Linked DNA regions of Sus scrofa: region 1 is linked to region 2. Evidence: chromatin contacts called from public HiChIP or PLAC-seq data. All regions are on one chromosome and are shown on one strand. The core of a region is the stretch at or near the end of the contact, and the rest is flanking DNA. Distances in the headings are between cores, read along the strand shown.

What was found. HiChIP or PLAC-seq counts read pairs in DNA pulled down with a chosen protein or histone mark.
Region 1: a contact with region 2 is called in an H3K27ac HiChIP or PLAC-seq map of skeletal muscle, with 10 times the contacts expected there. The contact joins the promoter of FBXL13 here to the promoter of PTPN12 in region 2. A contact is called at or near these places in 1 of 5 promoter capture datasets (liver) and 2 of 2 datasets of contacts at active chromatin or transcription factors (alveolar macrophages and skeletal muscle).

The regions. Positions count from the first base shown.
Region 1 is chr9:103,177,012-103,181,769 of Sscrofa11.1, reverse strand. It overlaps FBXL13 (F-box/LRR-repeat protein 13), which reads left to right and starts at 2,391. Exons shown (of 21, transcript XM_013979811.2): 1 at 2,391-2,522. The coding sequence starts at 2,448. ARMC10 (armadillo repeat containing 10) reads right to left here and starts at 2,016. Exons shown (of 6, transcript NM_001244923.1): 1 at 1,823-2,016. The coding sequence starts at 1,961.
Region 2 is chr9:102,562,202-102,567,489 of Sscrofa11.1, reverse strand. It overlaps PTPN12 (tyrosine-protein phosphatase non-receptor type 12), which reads left to right and starts at 3,521. Exons shown (of 16, transcript XM_021102557.1): 1 at 3,521-3,950. The coding sequence starts at 3,852. LOC102167907 (a long non-coding RNA gene) reads right to left here and starts at 3,314. Exons shown (of 3, transcript XR_001299008.2): 1 at 2,952-3,314; 2 at 2,175-2,230.

The DNA.
Region 1 (4,758 bases), core at 1,142-3,641, 620 kb before region 2:
TTTGAATCAAATCTATAGCTGCTGGCCTACACCACAGACACAGCAACGCAGGACCTGAGCTGCATCTGTGACCTATACCACAGCTCACAGCAATGCCAGATCCTTAACCCACTGAGTGAGGCCAGGGATCGAATTCGCATCCTCATGATTCCTAGTCAGATTTGTTTCTGCTGCGCCACAACAGGAACTTCCAAATCTTTTAAAAAATGGACTTTTTTCTCCATGTGCCAAAAGGGAAATAAACCTTTCCCCGACTTTCTTTTCTTAGTGCGCTTCCCTGAGCAAACTTGTATATCCTTTGTCTGTCCCTTTGATATAAATGTACATCTTTTTAAAAGCTAAGTAAGGATGCAACTAGAGATTATCATACTAAGGGAAGTCAGTCAGAAAGAGAAAGACAAACACCATATATCACATCTGTAATCTAAAATATGGCATTTACAGGAAGAAACAGACTCACAGGCATAGAAAACAGACTGGTGCTAATAAAGTGGGAGTGGGGAGGGAGTGGGAGGGTCTGGGAGTTTGGGGTTCATAGATGCAAACCATTACATTTAGAATGGATAAGCAATGAGGTCCTGCTGTACAGCACAGAAAACTACATCCAGTCTATTGGGATAGCCATGACAGAGGATAGTACAAGAAAGGGAATGTATTATATGTATGACTGGGTCACTTAGCTATACAGCAGAAACTGGCACAACGATGTAAATCAACTGAATACTGAAATAAAAAATAGATTTTAAAAAGTCTGCAGAATTTCATCTATCATTCCAGGCCCTGCAACACTGTGCAGAGTTAGAGGAATCTCTCTGGTAACACCATAAGGTCCCTCCCCCACCATGTCCTCTGCCTTTTGTCTGTGGGAAAACTTTAGCCAAAGAATAAATTTAATCGGAGAAGTGAGAAAATGCAGGAGCCAAGGAAGAGAGTTGAATGAGACCAAATAATAACAGTTTAGTCATTAAGCAAAGTCAAGGACCTTTAGTTCCTCCTCAAGGGCTATAGATAATATTCTGAGCCATATCCTATGAACTATCTTGTAGATATCAAAACCCCCACCAGGTAGAAGAAGTCAACTGCACCGTGATCCGCCTATGGCCGTGATATATGCTGCCACCATTTAGAGAACTAGCCTCAAAGAAATGGGAACAAACCCACCCTGGAACTGAAGACTTAACTGTACTTAAAACAATCAAGATGACACTGGTCAGACCAGGGGTGACCAATTTCAAGAAGACTGTCACAGCTGACTTTGCTGTTTCTGCATGTAGCCCCTCCCTCCGCCTATATAAAGCTTATGCCCACTGACTGTCAGCGGGGCATTCATCCTTTGGACAGAAGTGCCCCCCTCCCATTTCTGGCATCAGAAATAAAGGAAACTTTCCTTTCCACCAACCTTGCCTTTTTATTAGCTTTAGAGCAGCAAGAGGTCAGACCCACACTGGGTAACAACTGAGAGAGAGCAAGCTTCAACGTGAGAGGCAATCAACATGCTTTTGCAAAACTTAATCTGTCCGCTGTGACGCCAGACTCAGGCAAGAGAGTTTGGGCAATTTTTCAACCGGGGTTTTGAACAAAGAAATGGAGGCAGGGAAGCAGCTATGAACCCTACCCCAAACAGGCTGAAGATTCCCCTTCAGCACCTGTTGGGGCTTCCCAACTTCACCCTTCTTACCAGCCTCCCTCCTTCCCTCCCTAGGTGGGCTCCTTATTTTACCCCCTGCACTGAAAAGCCATGAGCGCCTGCGGCGGCTTCAACCCCACCCTGGGAAAGCCCTGTGCCCAGCTGGCCCACCTATTAGGCACCCCAAGGCCTTACCTGCGGACCGCGAGGGGCGCAGTCCAACCCGACGGGCACCTCGCCGCTGGCCCCGCGTCAGCCTGTAAATGCAATAGCAGGCACCGGCCGCAAGGACCAGGCCCGCCGCCACCCAGCCCACGTCCCGGGCGCCGCCCATGCTCTCGCTGGGGCTGCGCGCAGCGCTGGGCCTGGCGGGCAGGGTCTGAAGCCAGCGAGACCCTTCGCCGCCCGAGCTCAAGCAGCCGCGAGAGAAAGGAAATGAGGGTCTGGGCTCCGCCTCCCGGAAGCCGCCCAGTTAAAATATAAAACCGCCCACTCGGGCCTGGATGCGTCCAGGCGGCTTCCTAGAGGCTGGGCGGGGCGAGGGTGAAGCGCTGCTAGCGCTCCAGGCCCCAAAAGGACCCAGGGGGCCTCCACAGCCGCCCAGAGGCGGGCTGGCGCCAGGCCGAGGCCCGCCCCTTTTCCGGCGGCCAGCGGCCGCAGGCTATTGGGGGCCTGGGACCAGTCGGTGCCTAGCCCCTCCCCTCCCCGCCGCGCAGTTGCCAGGGCAACGCCGGGACGCGCTAGCCCCCAGCTCAGGCGAGGCTTCGGAGCCGGGTTTGAAGAGCGGGTGAGCAGCGCAGTTTCAGCAGTGCCTCTGGTCATGGCCTCGTTGCGAGTTGCCAGCCCCAGACTGAGGAACTACTTCAAGGAGAACTACATTCCTCAGGTCTGCGAGGTACTGGAGCCACGTGGCAGCGGACTTAGAAGGAGGAATTGCAAGAGATTTCCCAGACGAGGGCCTAGGGTTTGGCGGGGAGAGGGAATGGAGGTTAGGAGGAATGAAAAGGGAAAGGATGAAGTCAGCTTTTGACAGGTTGGCGGTCTGGGCTGAATATACACATCAGAGAGTTGACGACAGAGGGGTAATGGTGGCTGAAAGGGAAGAAGGGGTGACATCTCCCAGGGAGAAAGAGAAAAGGAACTCAGGACAGAAAACCCCAAACTCCAGCATTTAAGGTTTGGACAAGGAAGAGCCTGAGTACTAAAGGATTGAGAATGAAGTGCCCTAGAGACATAGGAGGAAGAGTAGGAGAGTGTGCCCTTATGGTGAGAGTCACCTAAGATAAGGACCACCTTATCTTAATGTCACCTATCCTTCAGATAAGGATCTGAAAAGATGTGGTGGATTTGGCTCAAGATGAGTTTGGGTATTCATTGGAAGGATGAAGGTAGAAAATACACTGAGGTTGGCTGAGGGATGGAAGCTGAGACCTTTAGATGGAAGTCATTCCTTTGTGAAAAGTACCCCACAACCAGGAGGAAGGACTTGTTTCCCTCCCCACCAAAACAGGAGAGAAGAAAGACAGGGGTGGATAAGTTTTGTAGGTTTGGAGACAGGAAGCCAAGAAAGTTCTCTTCTGGTGATTTCTATTTTTTCTACACATAATGGGTGAAATATTTGCCAAGAATATGTACGTTTGGGTGGGGATGGAAGGTGCAGAAGGGATTTTGAGTAGTTATGTGGAGAAGGAGGGAGAGCTGGAAGTCTAGGGAAGGAAAGAGAAGGAGAGCCAGGTAGTGTTGAGAGCCCAGCTTGGGGTAGTAACCCTCCTATTCAGGTAGGAGAACACTTTGGTACAGTCTTCTCTTTTTTGGATGCTAATGTTAATAAATGCTTTGATCAAGCATTTCCACTTCTCAGGGTTTGCTTTAGGGATATACTTGCACATGTAACCAGAAGGATGTACAAGTATATTCATTATGATATTGTTGCGTAGTGAAAATGGTAAAAACCTAAGTGTGAATAGTGGAATGGGATATTGTGTAGAATAAAGTATACTGTATCTTTTGAGAAGAAAGGCTCTCCATGACATCCTAATTTTTTAAAAAATGGAAAAAATATGCAAGTTGCTTAAAAAAGTATCTACTACAATCTAGCTACCTGTTTTCATATTTGTATGTATATGTGTATATATGTATTTTTATATGTATATGTTTGTGCATATATGTCTATATTTAAGAAAATAATACACTTATAGAACATATGGCAAACTATTAACAGCAAATGTTTTGGGGAATGACTTTAGGGGAGAACTCTAATCGTTTATTCCATATACATCTGTATTGTTTTAGATTATTTATTTATTTATTTATTTTTGTCTTTTTGCCTTTTCTAGGGCCACATCCATGGCACATGGAGGTTCCCAGGCTAGGGGTCTAATCAGAGCTGTTGCTTCCAGCCTACACCACAGCCACAGCAACTTGGGATCTGAGCTGTGTCTGCGACCTACACCACAGCTCACAGCAACACCGGATCCTTAACCCACTGAGCAAGGCCAGGGATCGAACCGCAACCTCATGGTTCTTAGTCGGATTCGTTAACCACTGAGCCACAATGGGAACTCCTGTTTTAGGTTTTTTAGAAGGTTTTTTTTGGCCACGGCTGAGATGTGTGGAAATTCCCAGGCCAAGAAATAACCTGAGTCACAGTGGCAGCTTGAGCTGCTGCAGTGACAACTCTGGATCCTTAACTTGCTGCACTACAAGGCAACTCCTATTTTAGTGTTTTTAGCTTGAGTTTCATTCATGTTTTACCTCTATACAATTATATTTGAAAATGTGTAGAAAACATGGTATACGCCTTCCCAGTCGTATGATTTTCTGAAACATACATAGGTAGACAAATAAGAGCTGACTTCATTCAGGATAGGAGTTTGGCAGACCTATATTATGGAAGGGCAATGGTGAGGAAGTTAAGCTTTTGAGAGGGCCTGAAGTGGTGGAGCAAGGACTCTAAGGACTGGGTGGGAAATGAGAACAAGACATAATAATGATATGTGGGTACAAAGTGGAAGTTTTTAAGAAGTGAATGAAGAGAGGTAGAGAGAGTAATTGAGTGAAGGAGGTGGACAAGTAGGAAATGGGGCTCAGAAAGTAGAATGTTTGTACTTCTTGGTATCTTATAAGACCTC
Region 2 (5,288 bases), core at 2,272-4,771:
ACAGTTTTTGAAGTATTCTCAGAAAAAGCCTATGCATATTCAAGTATTTTAGCCAGATTTTATCTTCATTTCATTTTACATAAGTGGAAGAATACTATAAATAAATGTGTGCCCAGCTTTTCTAATTTAACAAGTAGACCCCAAGACTTATTCCATATCAACATATATATAGATTTTTTTCATTTGTAGTGGCTTTATAAAACTTAATTATAGTTAATATGTGATAAATATATATATGATTTTTTTTAACCAGTGCCCTTTTGATAGGTAGGTACATGGTTTCCACTGTTGACATTACAAGTAAGCTTGCAAATATCATATATGTTTGTATACAACTGTAAATATTACCTATACATTTTTAAGTCACAGCATGCATGACATTTCCATTTTGATACATTTATGGCCAAATTGCCTCTGCAGATACTTTGCCCATTTCTCTCACCATCTGTGCAAAAGTCCTTGTCTGCCCATACCATGCACAGCCTTGTGTTCTGTCAAACTTCCTGATCTCTTATAATCTGGTAATCTCAGTCGTTTTTAATATTAACTCCTTTCTTACCCATTATGCCAGTTCATCACCTAGGTCTGTGAGGTCTTTCAGTCTCTTTCACATCCACCTGTTTCTTTGTAACTGCAGAGCTGTGACCATAGTTTCAGGTTTTGTTGTATCATGTGTTGGCTCCTAATATCACTCATACCATTCTCTTCCCTTATTACTTCACAACTCAGCCATAAAGTGCCAGAATAGTATTTTCCTAATTTCACTTCTAGACTCAGAAACCTTTGGTGGCTCCCACTGACAACAATTATCAAGTTTAAATCCTCAGCCAGGCACTGAATGCGCCCCAGAGTCCAGTCCCAGTCTACTTTAGTGCCCTCACACATATACAAAAGTTCTGCTCCGAACTTCTGCTTGGCTATCATCATGCTTATTGTTTCATCACTTCTCTTCCTTGGGAATTCTTCTTTCCATTCAAACCTAATTTCACTTATCCTTCTAAGGTCCTCTGTGATCACTATGTATTGACAACCCAGTTCATTATTCTCTCTTCTTAGAATTGTTAAAACACGCATTGTCTGTATCACTCATTCGGCATTTATTAAATCATTGGAATTAAGATTTTAGTGTATTTCCCTGTCTCCTGAACTAAGCTATAAGCTCTAGAAGAAGCCATCTCTGAGACATTTTTGGTATCTTGCCCTGCCCCCACACAGCACAAACCCCTCATGTTTTGAGGTGCTCAAAAAATATGTGTAGATTGAAACAAGACCTAAATACACTAAAAATAGAAAAGTTTTTCCAAAAGAACCTAAATCCATAAAGGCACTTTACTTTTGTTTTCCCTAACCTACATGAGATGCCAAAGGTATCTGCTGATAACTCAAAAAAACAGTCGTGTTGTGAGAGAGAAGCTCACAGTGAAAGTTAAAAAAAAAAAAAAAAAAAAAAAGACTCGGAGTTCCCGTCGTGGCGCAGTGGTTAACGAATCCGACTAGGAACCATGAGGTTGCGGGTTCGGTCCCTGCCCTTGCTCAGTGGGTTAACGATCTGGCGTTGCCGTGAGCTGTGGTGTAGGTTGCAGACTCGGCTCGGATCCCACGTTGCTGTGGCTCTGGCGTAGGCCAGTGGCTACAGCTCCGATTCAACCCCTAGCCTGGGAACCTCCATATGCCGCGGGAGCGGCCCAAAGAAATTAGCAAAAAGACAAAAAAAAAAAAAAAAAAAAAAAAAAGACTCAAAAACACTAGCCAAAATAGGACTCAATAATTCCAACAAATAACACTTCCCACCTGACTGTCACTAGGCTGTTTTATAGCTTGTCCAGCATTTAGCCTTTAACAATCATCACCTAATTGGTGCATTCTTTTTGACAAATCAAAGTAGAGGTAATCTTGATCATCTGCCCAATTCTTTGCCTAGAGGCTAATTTCTCTCCTAGTTCTGGAGGAATAGGGTACCCTATGGTGTGCTATATTGGTAGCAGATCAAACCCAGCTCTTGATCTTATCTCATATCCAGTGAAACTTATCTCAAATCCAGTCTCAGTAATCTGAACAAAGTAAAATATTCCAGGCCCCTAGTTTCAAATAAAGCTTGCCTTAGAAATCAAACTATTTCTCTAAGTTAATTTTTATAATACAGGACAAAACTGTATCGTTTTATATGCACATACCTGTATATAAATGCATAGGAAGACATTTGGAAGGACACATCTGGAAGTGGTTATTTCTAAGAAGAAAAGTGGATATCAGTTGTATTCTTTCAGAGAGAAATATTCTTCTTTAAAACAAATAAGAAGTTGGATCTTGTTACTCATACTTGTTTTCGTCAAGGAGTATCATTAAATTCCACGATGCTTCTAAACATTCATCTGGAAAAAGGGACCTACCACTGATATGTTCTATTTTTATCCAGATTGCCTGACCAATCGACCTGTAAAAAACATTGTTTGTGGGCCTAAGTGACCAAAGGAAGTCCATGAATCAAATACTTCACTTCTGTCACATTATCACAAGCTTAATGCTCCTTAGAGTCAGAGGCAATATGGTGTTGTAGGGAAGGAAAAAGGATTTGAGTTCTAGTTTGGGCTCTGCTAAGAGTATGCGGGCAGACCTTGGGAAATTCACTTTCTTTAGGGTGGATAATCTCGGATTACTAGAAAATTCACGACGATGCATTCTACGAAGAAAAGCCTATTATTCAGTTCCGAGGTGCTGCGAATATAAAGGCAAGAAAAAATCCTTTCAATTCAGCAAACACTGAGTGCCTATCACATGCGTGGTATGTATTAGGACGCACCCCGCACTTCAGGCGCTCACTCGGCAGGGTTTAAACACAACTGCAAAAGGGTTAAGTCCTGTCACTGAAGAAGCATTTCGCTTCTCTTGGCCTTGGTCATTACCCAAAGTGCCAACGTCTAACTGCAGTCAACCTTAAGATGAAGACGTACCTGCAGCGAACGTGGAGTCAACGCTACTACAGTTCCCAGCATGCCACTCTTCCCACAACGCCCTCTCCCGCCCCCATTCCTGGACTCCTGAGAACCCGGACTTGTAGTCCCAACTCAAGGCTGGCGGCGACGGCGAAGCACTCTAGAAATGTGCTTTTCGCACTAGTAAGCAGTGAGACCGTAATTTCCAACTCAAGTCCTACTCCAACTGACTAGGGCTTGCCATTTAGCCTAACACCCTCATTCTAGCGCTCCTCAGACCTACTAGCTGCCGGGGTGGGACCACGCCCCGGAAGTGGAGTCAAGTCTCCCAGCCGACTGCCGAAGCTTCTTCCAGCCACTCCTAGCCCGGCCAGAGCCCGCGGGGCGGGCTCCGGGGCGTGGACTGCGGGGGCGGCTAGGCGCGGCGTCGCGCCAGGGGCGGAGCCGCGGCACGGGGCCGCGCGTCTGGGTGGCGGCGGGGGCGCGCCCGTGGGGAGAGGCGGCTGCGGCTGCTGCTGCTTGTGGGGAGGGAGGGAAGGAGGAACCGGGAAGGGGTGGGGGGGGCAGGGCGATCGGAGAGCCGTGTTCCTAAGGCGGTGGCGGCGTCTCCGACGGAGCTGGAGGAGGGCGGGGAAGGAGGATGGGGCACGCAGGGGGTTGGGGTTGGCGCTAGCCGCAGCGGCTCGCCTCGTACTGTGGGAGAGCGGCGGCTGCTCCTGCAAGTTGTAGGATCAGGAGCCGGCCGCCGCTGCCGCTGCCGCTGCCGCTGCCTCGGGCAAAGAGGAGGAGTAGGGAGCGGCGGGGGTCGGGAGGGAGGGGACGGGCTGGGGGAGCGAGCTGGGGAAGACTGAGCGGGCTCTGCGCCGGGCGGGCGGGCGGCGGGGGGGCCGGCGACCGCAGCCGGGGGGACGCGGGAGGATGGAGCAAGTGGAGATCCTGAGGAAATTCATCCAGAGGGTCCAGGCCATGAAGAGTCCGGATCACAATGGGGAGGACAACTTCGCCCGGGACTTCATGGTGAGTCCCTCCCCTCGCTGTCGCCTCCTTTCGCCGGCACCGGAGCCCACTGCCGCCTTGCCCAGCCGGCCCGGGCCGCCAGTGCTTTGTGTGCGGCTGTAAGGAGAGGGGCGGAGGCGGCGCGCACCAGCTCCAAAGGCCGGGTGGTCTCGGAGGCCAGCGGGAGGTGAGGTCGCCTCCGCCCCTCGGCCTCCTTTCCTCTCTTCCCGCGATCGCGTCCCTTTCCGCCGGCGTCTGGGACGCGAAGGGAGAGGCGGCCGGCCGAGCCCGCACTCAGCACCGCCGCCCGCGACCACCTATTGTTTCTCGGGCCGGGAGCCCGAGGCGAATGAGGTGCAGGCCGGGGGGCTAGTCTTTCCTCACCTCCCCGTCCAGACCGCCCCTGCTGGGAGGGTCGAGGCAGGGAGGAGAGCGATCTTGGCTGACGGCAGAACGTGGCTATTAAGATTGCAATTAACTCACGGGGTCCCTTTGCTCAAGCTGGGCTCAGAAGTGGGCAAGGTAGGACTTTTGCCGTTTCTGGACTGGCAATTATTATCTCCAACGCATGGGAAAGGATTGCTCGAAAGAAATCTCTTGGTTTACTCAATTTCTTTTTACCCGTCTCGTCGCTTGAGACCCTGGTTTGAGATGGTGTTGGGGTCAGCGTGACTTGAGGTCGAGGGGGTAAAGTGTATGTGTAGAGGCGGGGGTGGTTATCCTGAAGCCTACTTCAGACTCCCTAGGGGATATTGCTGAAGGCGGAGGGGATGTGACTATCACTTCCTATCCGGGGTGGGGGTGGGGAACTTGGGAACAATAGTCCTGGTGGGGCGGAGGCGACGGTAAGGGCCGAAGCCCTGAACTGGGAGATAACCTCCGAGGCCTACCCCCATCCTAACCCCCCTTCCCACCGCTTCCGCCCTCTGCTTGTGCTGGCGGGCTGGAGACGAGGTTAAAAGTCTTGTGCGTGAAATTGCTCTTGGGTCATCACTGTGATGGGGTCAGAACCGAAGGCGTGGGACCAGAAGTCGACTTCCTCCATTACCCCCCCCCCTTTATTTTTCTGCTGGACAATGTTCCCTTTAGGGTTGTTTCTCGGTTTAGGAGGCGGTGGTTGCGGCTGCTGCTCCTGCGGATGTTGCGCAAGACTGGGGCGTTGGAAACCCTGGAGGTCTGGGGAATGGAAAAGGAAGTGGGACTTTGGGAAGTGGTTGCTCCTTAGACTTGGCGGAGTTTGGGAATGGGAAATACGCTAGGGAAAATTTTGCTCCGGGGCTAGATACACGAAGAATAATCACTTAAGTCTGAAATTGTGGATCGTAAAAAGGATACATAGTTTATGTCTATAAAAAGGAC